Linked DNA regions of Sus scrofa: regions 2 and 3 are each linked to region 1. Evidence: chromatin contacts called from public Hi-C and HiChIP or PLAC-seq data. All regions are on one chromosome and are shown on one strand. The core of a region is the stretch at or near the end of the contact, and the rest is flanking DNA. Distances in the headings are between cores, read along the strand shown. Region 1 holds the start of RBM24 (RNA-binding protein 24). Region 2 overlaps CAP2 (adenylyl cyclase-associated protein 2). Region 3 holds the start of FAM8A1 (protein FAM8A1).

Region 1 (2,700 bases), core at 8-2,507:
ATCCCCTCCGAGCCCCCGAAGGCAGGCGCCGGCCCTCCCTCCCCCAGCTCCGCCGCGCGCAAACTTTCAGTTCAGCCGGGAGCGAAGGGGCAACAGCGCGCGCGCCCGCGGGGATCCTCGCACAGTCACTCCGAGCCCCCCACTCCAAACTCCGACCCCCTCGGGCCAAGCGCCACTCTGCCCTTTCCCGCCTCCGCGGTCCTCGATTTCCCCGCCAGGCTTTTTGTCGCCCTCTCCACTCCCCCACCCCCACCCCCCGGCCCCGCATCCGCGCAACTTACAAATCCATAGCCCCGGGACTTGCCGGTCTGCCGGTCGGTGATGACCACCGCCTCCTCGATCTCGCCGAAGACCTCGAAGTACTTGCGCAGGCTGGCGTCGGTGGTGTGGTAGGGCAGCCCCCCGACGAAGATCTTGGTGTACGTCGTGTCCTTCTGGGTCGTGTGCATCTTCGCGCCGGCCCCGCGGCTCGGGCTCCGGCTGCGGCTGCGGCTGCGGCTTGGGCAGCGGCTGCGCCTCCTCCTCCGGCTCCGCGTCTCCCGCACCCTTTCGCGGCCTCCGGGGACCAAGGGCGAGCCCGGGGGCGAGGACGGCGGCGCGGCGGGGACGAGCGGCCGGGGGCGGCCGAGGGCGCGGGGCGCGCAGCTGCCGAGGTCGCCAGCAGCCCGGGAGACTTGACTTCGCTCTCTCCTCCCGCCCCCCCTGCCGGTCACAGTACAAATTCTCCCGATCGTCTGGGTTAGGCTGCGGTTCCTTAGGATGTGCAAACGGTTTTCACTCACCCGGCGGGGAGGCCAAAAATGAAAAGGGAGGGTGGTCCTCAAGCCGAGAACTGGGGTGCGTTTAGAGGTAGATTTTTCTTTCCTAGAAATTAGGTAGGTGTCTCGCGCGGGGCGTGGGTAGGGTCGGCTGGGAGAGCGTCCTGGCACGGAGGTGGTTGAGCTGGGGGCGCGGCGGCGGCGGCGGCGGCGGAGCCGGGGGTAGGGGACTCCGCGCGGCTTCGGCTCGGGTTCTGTCCCTCCCGCCGCGGAAGCTGGAAGACAAGTGGCGAGGACAGCTCTCCACCTCTCTGCTCCCTTCCCCCGCGGGCCGGGGGTCGGCGCCCGGCTGGGGAGGGGGCGGGCCGGACTCCTGCGATTGGCCGCGGCCGCACCTGGGGCGCCCGGCGCCGCCGCCCCCCAGCTGTTGGGAACAGCTGCTTCTCTAGCCGCGCGGCGTGGCGCTGGGCGGCCAGACTCCGGCTCTGCAGCCGGCGCTGGGGTAGGGCTGGGGATGGCTGGAGGCGGCCTGGCTCTCGGCGTCGCCGGCCCTAACCGGACAAAGTCCTAGGGACTCAGCGCGGCCCCAGCCGGGACCTGGGACACGGGGACTACGCCCGAATAGGGAGCCACGTCTCTTTCCAAAACGGCCACGCGAGCTCTTTGCGCTCGGCCTCGGTGACACGGCTGACGACCTGGACTGAAGAGCTGGGGGCCCCGAGGCCTGGAGCGGTTCGCTGGGAGGCCAATTCCCTCCGGGCGCGAGGCGCCCACGAGCTCCGCCAAGGACACCGGAGTTGGATACCCTCGCGTCTGGAGAGTGAAAAGGGGGGCCCCCAACCTTCCTTGACCCCAATGAGCTGGTGGTGAGGACAAAACCAGAGAGGCACAGCCAGGAGGGAGAAAATGGTCTGGTCCTCGGGTGTACTGGGGAGAACCATCAGCTTTCTTTGCTCAGGGCTCAGCCAGGCTAAGTTACCGTAGACACCTGTCTATCAGGCACAGCCTTCTATTTCAAAGGACCATAAATTAGCACTTCATCTCACAGTCACCAAATTTGTGTCCTCCCTAACTATTCGGAAAGATTGATGCAGATTTCACATCATAAATTCACCTTTTCCCCCCTAAGCAAAGAATTAACCTATTTCCTACTATTTAAATTACAGGAATGATTAGTGACTTGACCCCAACTGTTTTTATCAAGATGTAGTTGTAAAAGTGTAATTTTTGAAATAGACTTGTTACATAAGCCCTGGTTTCTACCAGCAAACCTTTAAGCATTTGTAGAAAATAAAGACCATGTATATTTATTTTTTCGGATCAGTTTTTTTTTTTTTTTTTTTTTTTTTTTTAAATCAAGAGTTCATTCCATTAGTCTGTAAACTCATGGTCATATTTGAGGTTTGGCTGAAGATGTTTAATGGGAGCAGAATGTTTCACCCTCCACTGTTGGCACTCAGTTTGCTTTTAAGTCATTTCCACCAGAAGTGTCCACTGAAGTCCACACAGTAACTGCCCCTGGGCAGCAACATTTATTCAGTTTAAAGCAGTTCAGTGTTAACCTATTAGAGAGGCACATACTTTTGTTCCTCTCTCCAGGGCACATTTGCAGTCAGCCCAAGAGGATGTGATATATTGCATTTGCAAAAGCTAATGGGAATGCAAATATTCTTGTGCAATATGTTGGATTCTGTTTTTCATCTTGCTGACTTTACATGAGGCTGGCCTTTTGAGGTCATCCATTTCTTTAAGTGTGAACCCCCAGTGGGAGTTATGGAGGACTAAGAAATCAAAAGTTTCTTGAAAAATCTTTTAAAAATCCAATTGAAGAAAAAGATTTTACAGGCTTGACAGCCAGAAAGTGAAATTGTAAACAACACCCTCTCCTCATTGCCGAGTTAAAATACAGGTTGAAAAGGAACTCTTTGTACTGGTACCATGA
Region 2 (2,700 bases), core at 75-2,574, 150 kb before region 1:
AAGATAAGAGTATCTTTTTAAAAAAAATGTCCTCTCACTCTGCTCCCTTCCTGTGCCACCAGAGTTCATTAACCCAGATTTTATGCCTCAAATCCACCAAAAGTGTCAGGAGTCGGAGCCCATCTTCTTATCAAACTTTTTGTCTTTTAGAGCTGTACCCATGGTATATGGAGGCTCCCAGGCTAGGGCTCGAATTGGAGCTACAGCTGCCAGCCTACGCCAGAGCCACAGCAACATGGGTTATAAGCTGCATCTGCGACTTACACCACAGCTCACGGCGACGCTGGATCTTTAACCCATGGAGTGAGGTCGGGGATTGAACCCACATCCTCATGGATGCTAGTTGGGTTCATTAACCGCTGATCCATGCTGGGAACTCCATCTTCTTATCAAACTTGACATCAGATAATATATCGTTAAGACCACAATGTGTCATGAAAGCAAAGACACATTGACTAGAAAGATCCTTGAAGCTCTTAGAATCTTGTTGAGGGATGGAAAATAGGCACAGAAAATAATGGTGGAATGTTTCTAAAATAACACATAAATAAGTCACTCCTGTTTCAACAGAAACTACTGTAAAGGTGCTAAGAAGTTCAAAGCTATAAAGAGACCACCAGAAGGCAGCCTTAATATGCTCCTTAACAGAGGGTGGGTGGGAACATCTGAATGGTGGTCGTGGTGATAGCCCGAGGGCAGCAAGGCGGAGATGAAGGCAAAGTACAGAAATACATGAATCATGACAAATAACATCACCCAGACAGACCCTATTCTTCCAAAGCATGTCCTCATACAAATGAGATGATAGATGCAGGAATGCCAAGTGCAGGGACTGCTATATAGGAGGGCTCCAATAAATGTTTGGTTAAAAAAAAAAAAAAAAAGCCCCAGGAAATTAATCGAGTTGAGGAAATGAAAGAGGGCTGGAGTATGTAAGGTGAACAGGGTTGAACAAAGATCTGAAATAACTACCTAACCGGCAAATTTATCTAATAAGCCATTCCAGATATAGAAACACTAATCCTCACAGCAGTTAATCTACCAAAATCTGACAAGAACATTCTTTCTCCCTGTTTAGTTTATGAAAAGAAGTGATCATCAAAGAAGTACCTTCTCTAAGTGTCTGCTGCTAGAAACCTAAATTTTCAGCTGCACCGAGGAAAGCAATGGGCTCTACAGAGGGAACAAAGTTTGTGTGTGTTTTCTTCTCTTGATTCATTTGGGAAATGTATCTTCATTAAAAGGAACTGCCATCAGCAAGGTGCTCTCTTGTTCAGTTTCAGAGGGCGGCTGGAAGATGTGAAGTGCTGGATCTGGGTCTTTATTATTCTGGCAATGTGGACTTGTCCACGTTCAAAATTTATGTTTTAAAATCTCTGGGAGGCATAGTGCATTTCAGTTAGGATATACGGCAGTTTGTCTTCTCCTAAAAACAATTACCTAACATTTCTTCTGGATTACTTGTCATTTTAGTACGTAGGGAAGTGTCTGCATTTTCAATTAAGAGCTAAGTGTACAGATTAAAGTACTGCAAGGCGAAGCTTAAATCTAGCTCTCACTAGTTGCTGCACATAAACACTAATATCAAATGATGGTTTTGTCATGTGATCTGTCCTGCAGCACATACAAATATAGAACATGACCATAAAAAGTAACAGACCATGCCCTCTGCTAAGAAATTTATGACAGCGGATCCAGACTGGAATGCCAGCTGGAATTACCTTCTCCCCGTCTGCTATTTTCGCATATACAGCTTTGTACAGATGACAGAAGCTATGCCTTGCAAAGAGGACTCAAGCGAAGGCTGCTGAAATGATGAACAAGAAGCAAATCCGAAGGTCGAAATACGTTTGGCTTTGAAAAAGATTTGTTGAATGACTCAATGACCTCTTTTGAAATTAATTTTTGAATCAGGCCCATAAGAGAAAAACTTGTAACTCTCCCAATTTTTGAACATCAGATCTATGGGGTCTAGCAAGCAAATATTAATCTTCGCAGTGTAGAATGAGAAATAGCTGAAAATTATTTTATTAAAAATACAATGTGATTCCCAACACTGAACTAAACAGAGTAGGAAACATTTCCTCATATCTGTGGTGCTTACCTTTATGTAGAATTTGCCATCAAGGCAGTCTGGAACTGTAACAAACTTAGTATGAAATTGTTGATAAAACAAAGGATATCATCCTTCTTTATTAATCTTTACCCTCTCAGATAATCCCCTAAATCCCTTGTGTGTGATAACTACCTCACTTCCTTTGGGCAGCCACTCATTATCTAATTCATGTCTTACACAAAGAGAAATGAGCTAATGTGCTTTATCAGATTAAAAAAAAAAAAGTCACCATGAGTGATGTCCAACAGGACAGGATCTTAGCAAATCCCTTCTGCCTCCATAGGCCTGGGTTTCTAAATACCTATAAAGCTACTAACCCACGGTCACAGCTCACAGGCTCATTCACAGCTTTATGTTGCTAAAGCAAACAGTCTGGGCAGAAGAATGACAGAATTACCCTCCTTTTTGATTATCCTCCTCTCTGCATCCTGATAAACTCGTGATTAGCTTTCCTGTTGGGATTCAGCCCTGACTGGGTAGCTTCAGGCTGTCAACTCGAGCAGACCCTGATGATGTCACGTAAACCTCTTCCTCTCCTTCCTTCCTGGGTGCTTTACTCCTCATTAACCAGCCTCTACAGCCAG
Region 3 (2,700 bases), core at 185-2,684, 250 kb before region 1:
AATTCCAGCAACTAGGTCTGTCCCATATTATCTGTGGTTGAATTAAAATAAAAAGTCTAAATAATAAACTAAAAAGTGTAAATAATTAAAAGTATTCTAATTCCCAAACAGAAGTAAACAATCTACAAGATTAAGCCAAGGCCCAAAGGTTGTAACTCCATTTGGATTCGTGTAAATCTTATTATCCATCAGTTCCGTTGTCCCTAATACACACAAGCGCTATTAATTATATATATTTCACCTATGTTATCATATGCTGGGTAATATATATAATAAAGCCATGTCTGGGTTATTTCCAGCATTACCAGTCAAAACTCCTCCTCCCTCCATGGTGAACTTTGCCATCCGAGAACTAAGCTTTGGACCTCACTCCAGAGCATGGAGATCAAAGTAAGAGAATGGTCTTTACACGTGTGAACGATTAGTCCCAGGAGTCAACTGAGACCGCCAGGTCTAAAGAAAAAGCAAACTAGAACCTGGCTGTACACTTGGGGAACAGAAGGCCTGGGCCAACCCCAGCTGACGGACGAGAAACAACCGCGCCGGCTCTACCCCCAGGTCCTTCCCTGAAGAGCCTTCTCACCTGCCTGCCGCCCAGTCTCGCTCGGGGCTCGCGAAGCGGCGGCGGATGCTACCCTGGCCACTGGGGCTGCCCGGGCCGAAGGCTGCACGTGAGGGGCGCGGCCTCCCGGGCCACCGACCGGGGCGGGAGTGGCAACGCCGGCGGCTGCCCCCGGCTCAGGCCGGGCCGCCGCGGCGCTCAGGAAGTAGAAGGGGTTGTAGTAGCCCAGCTGGAGGGGCGGCGGCGCGGCGGTCTGAGGGGCGGCGGCGGCAGCGGCGGCGGCGCCCGAGCTGTAGTTCGGCGCGGGCGGCTGGGGGCTGCAGTAGGCGGGGAAGGCGGCCAGGCCGCTGTGCCAGGTGAGGTAGCCGCAATAAGACTGCCACAGCCACTCGTGCACCTGCCGGGAGTACTCGCGGGCGCTCAGCCGCGCCGGCCTCTCCCGCGGCGCCCCGGCCTCGGGTGCCTCGCAGCCTGCCGGCGCCTGCATTCCCGAGCCGGAGCCCGAGCCCGCCTCCCCGCGATTCCCGGGCTCGCGCGCCGGCTCCGAGGTCTTGGCGGCGGCCGCGAGGCCCGAGGCTGGGGGCCGGCCCGGGGCCTGGGGTTCGGCCTGCGGCCCGTCTCGGGGGCGTGGGGCGGCGGCAGCAGGAAGGCCTCTCAGGGCAGGGACGGGCTCGTGGTCCCCTCCGCCGTCGTCCTGCCCAGGAGGGCGGCCTCGAGCTTCCTCCGGCCCCTCTGCCATCGTCGCCTCAGCAGCACCCTCAGCGGTCCTGTCACTGCGCCGTCTCCTGCCCCGCTTGCCCCTCCCCAACGGCCCCGTAGCCACCGCAGCAGCCGCGAGCGTCAACAATCCACCACCGGAAGCGGAAACCCCCCCTTCCGCGTCGCCGGCGCGGGGCGGGGCAAGGAGGCGGGGCAGGGAAGTGGGCCTTCGTGTTCCCGAGCTGGCTTCGGAGGCTGACACTGGAATTGGGCGTCCTGCGCTTACTAGTTGTAGGTCCAGACTGTCACCGCCAACACCCACGCCCCGTACACCTCTTGCGTTTTTAATTAAGGCCGGAGGCTTCTCTTGATATTCCCACCGGCTGAGGACTGGGGCTGTCCCGGGAGAAACAGCTGATGGAGAAAGGGGGATTTATGAGAAGTCCCAAGGGTGTGTGCCCCCCTTTCTATTACGGAGACGCGATTGTCTTGATCACTAGACACGGGGCTTGTTGCGTATTTCTGTCTGCATTCATTCCATTAGGTAGTTCTCACCCATTTGTACTCAGCAAGGTGATACGAGACAATCCTCTAAGAGAATTAGAAACTAATAACCAAACTAAACAGACGTATCAGGATAGTACGACTCAGCTGCAGCGATCTTCATTGTAATAAGAAAGAGATTATGCTACTTTAAGAGCTAGACTCTGTCTTGATTCTGGAGCTAACTTCTGTTCCTAAAATCCTACTTTCCAGTGCTGCACACACAAGCCTGATACGCCAGCAAAACCGTGCCTTTCCTCAGACCCACGGTCTCGCCCTCTGGCACCTGCCTTTTCCTTTATTTTCTGTTAAGGCAGGGCCCTATCCATATCTCAGGGCTTTGGAATCTGCTCCCACTACCACAGATCAGGCATGGTTTCCTCTTCTTCTGAATTATATATGGTACCTTATGTATTTATATTTTAATATACTTTCCTATGTCCTTAAGTTGGTTAAGTGATAGAAATATGTCTTTGTATCCCCAGTTCCATACAAAAGATCTACAGGGGCTTAGTACTGTGGGTCTATACTGTAGGTCTATTTGTTAAGAGGGATTCCCAGAATCATTATTGACTTTGCTCTAGGAGATAAAAGTAAAAGTCTTAGGAGTTAAGGATTCCGAATGCAGTGGCTTGAATCACTGGGGAAGTGCAGATTCAGTCCCCTGCCTGGCACAGTGGGTTAAGGATCCCGTGATGCCGTAGCTGTGGCTTGGATTCAGTCCCTGGCCCTGGAACTTCCCTATGCCGTGGGTGAAGTAAACAAAAAAGCTTAACCTTAGCCCTTAGGAAGCTAATATAGGGGTTTGGTTTAAAGGGACATTTTCATGAAACACTTGAAGACCTACTTAAGATAATACCAGTGCAATATGAATCCAAAACATGAGAAAGCCCATA

Evidence for each region. Hi-C and Micro-C count contacts between places; a contact is called where the count stands out from the background. HiChIP or PLAC-seq counts read pairs in DNA pulled down with a chosen protein or histone mark.
Region 2: a contact with region 1 is called in a Hi-C map of skeletal muscle, with 2.7 times the contacts expected there. The contact joins the enhancer-like site here to the promoter of RBM24 in region 1. A contact is called at or near these places in 5 of 47 Hi-C or Micro-C datasets (embryonic fibroblasts, heart right ventricle, psoas muscle and 1 more) and 1 of 2 datasets of contacts at active chromatin or transcription factors (skeletal muscle).
Region 3: an H3K27ac HiChIP or PLAC-seq map of skeletal muscle shows a contact between it and region 1. The contact joins the promoter of FAM8A1 here to the promoter of RBM24 in region 1. A contact is called at or near these places in 1 of 47 Hi-C or Micro-C datasets (embryonic fibroblasts) and 1 of 2 datasets of contacts at active chromatin or transcription factors (skeletal muscle).

Annotation. Positions count from the first base shown.
Region 1 is chr7:13,125,075-13,127,774 of Sscrofa11.1, reverse strand. RBM24 (RNA-binding protein 24) reads right to left here and starts at 1,257. Exons shown (of 4, transcript XM_001925447.6): 1 at 282-1,257. The coding sequence starts at 449. LOC110261788 (a long non-coding RNA gene) reads left to right here and starts at 1,227. Exons shown (of 3, transcript XR_002346330.1): 1 at 1,227-2,700.
Region 2 is chr7:13,272,810-13,275,509 of Sscrofa11.1, reverse strand. All of the region lies in intron 4 of CAP2 (adenylyl cyclase-associated protein 2), which reads right to left. Among named protein-coding and RNA genes, the nearest start is that of CAP2, 63 kb to the right of the region's middle. Within about 2 kb of position 1,324, at least 8 of the 83 cell types and tissues checked have an H3K27ac peak or open chromatin away from gene starts, as enhancers often do. A contact at or near this core is called in skeletal muscle, where this site is marked.
Region 3 is chr7:13,376,863-13,379,562 of Sscrofa11.1, reverse strand. It overlaps FAM8A1 (protein FAM8A1), which reads right to left and starts at 1,434. Exons shown (of 4, transcript XM_021100215.1): 1 at 584-1,434. The coding sequence starts at 1,301.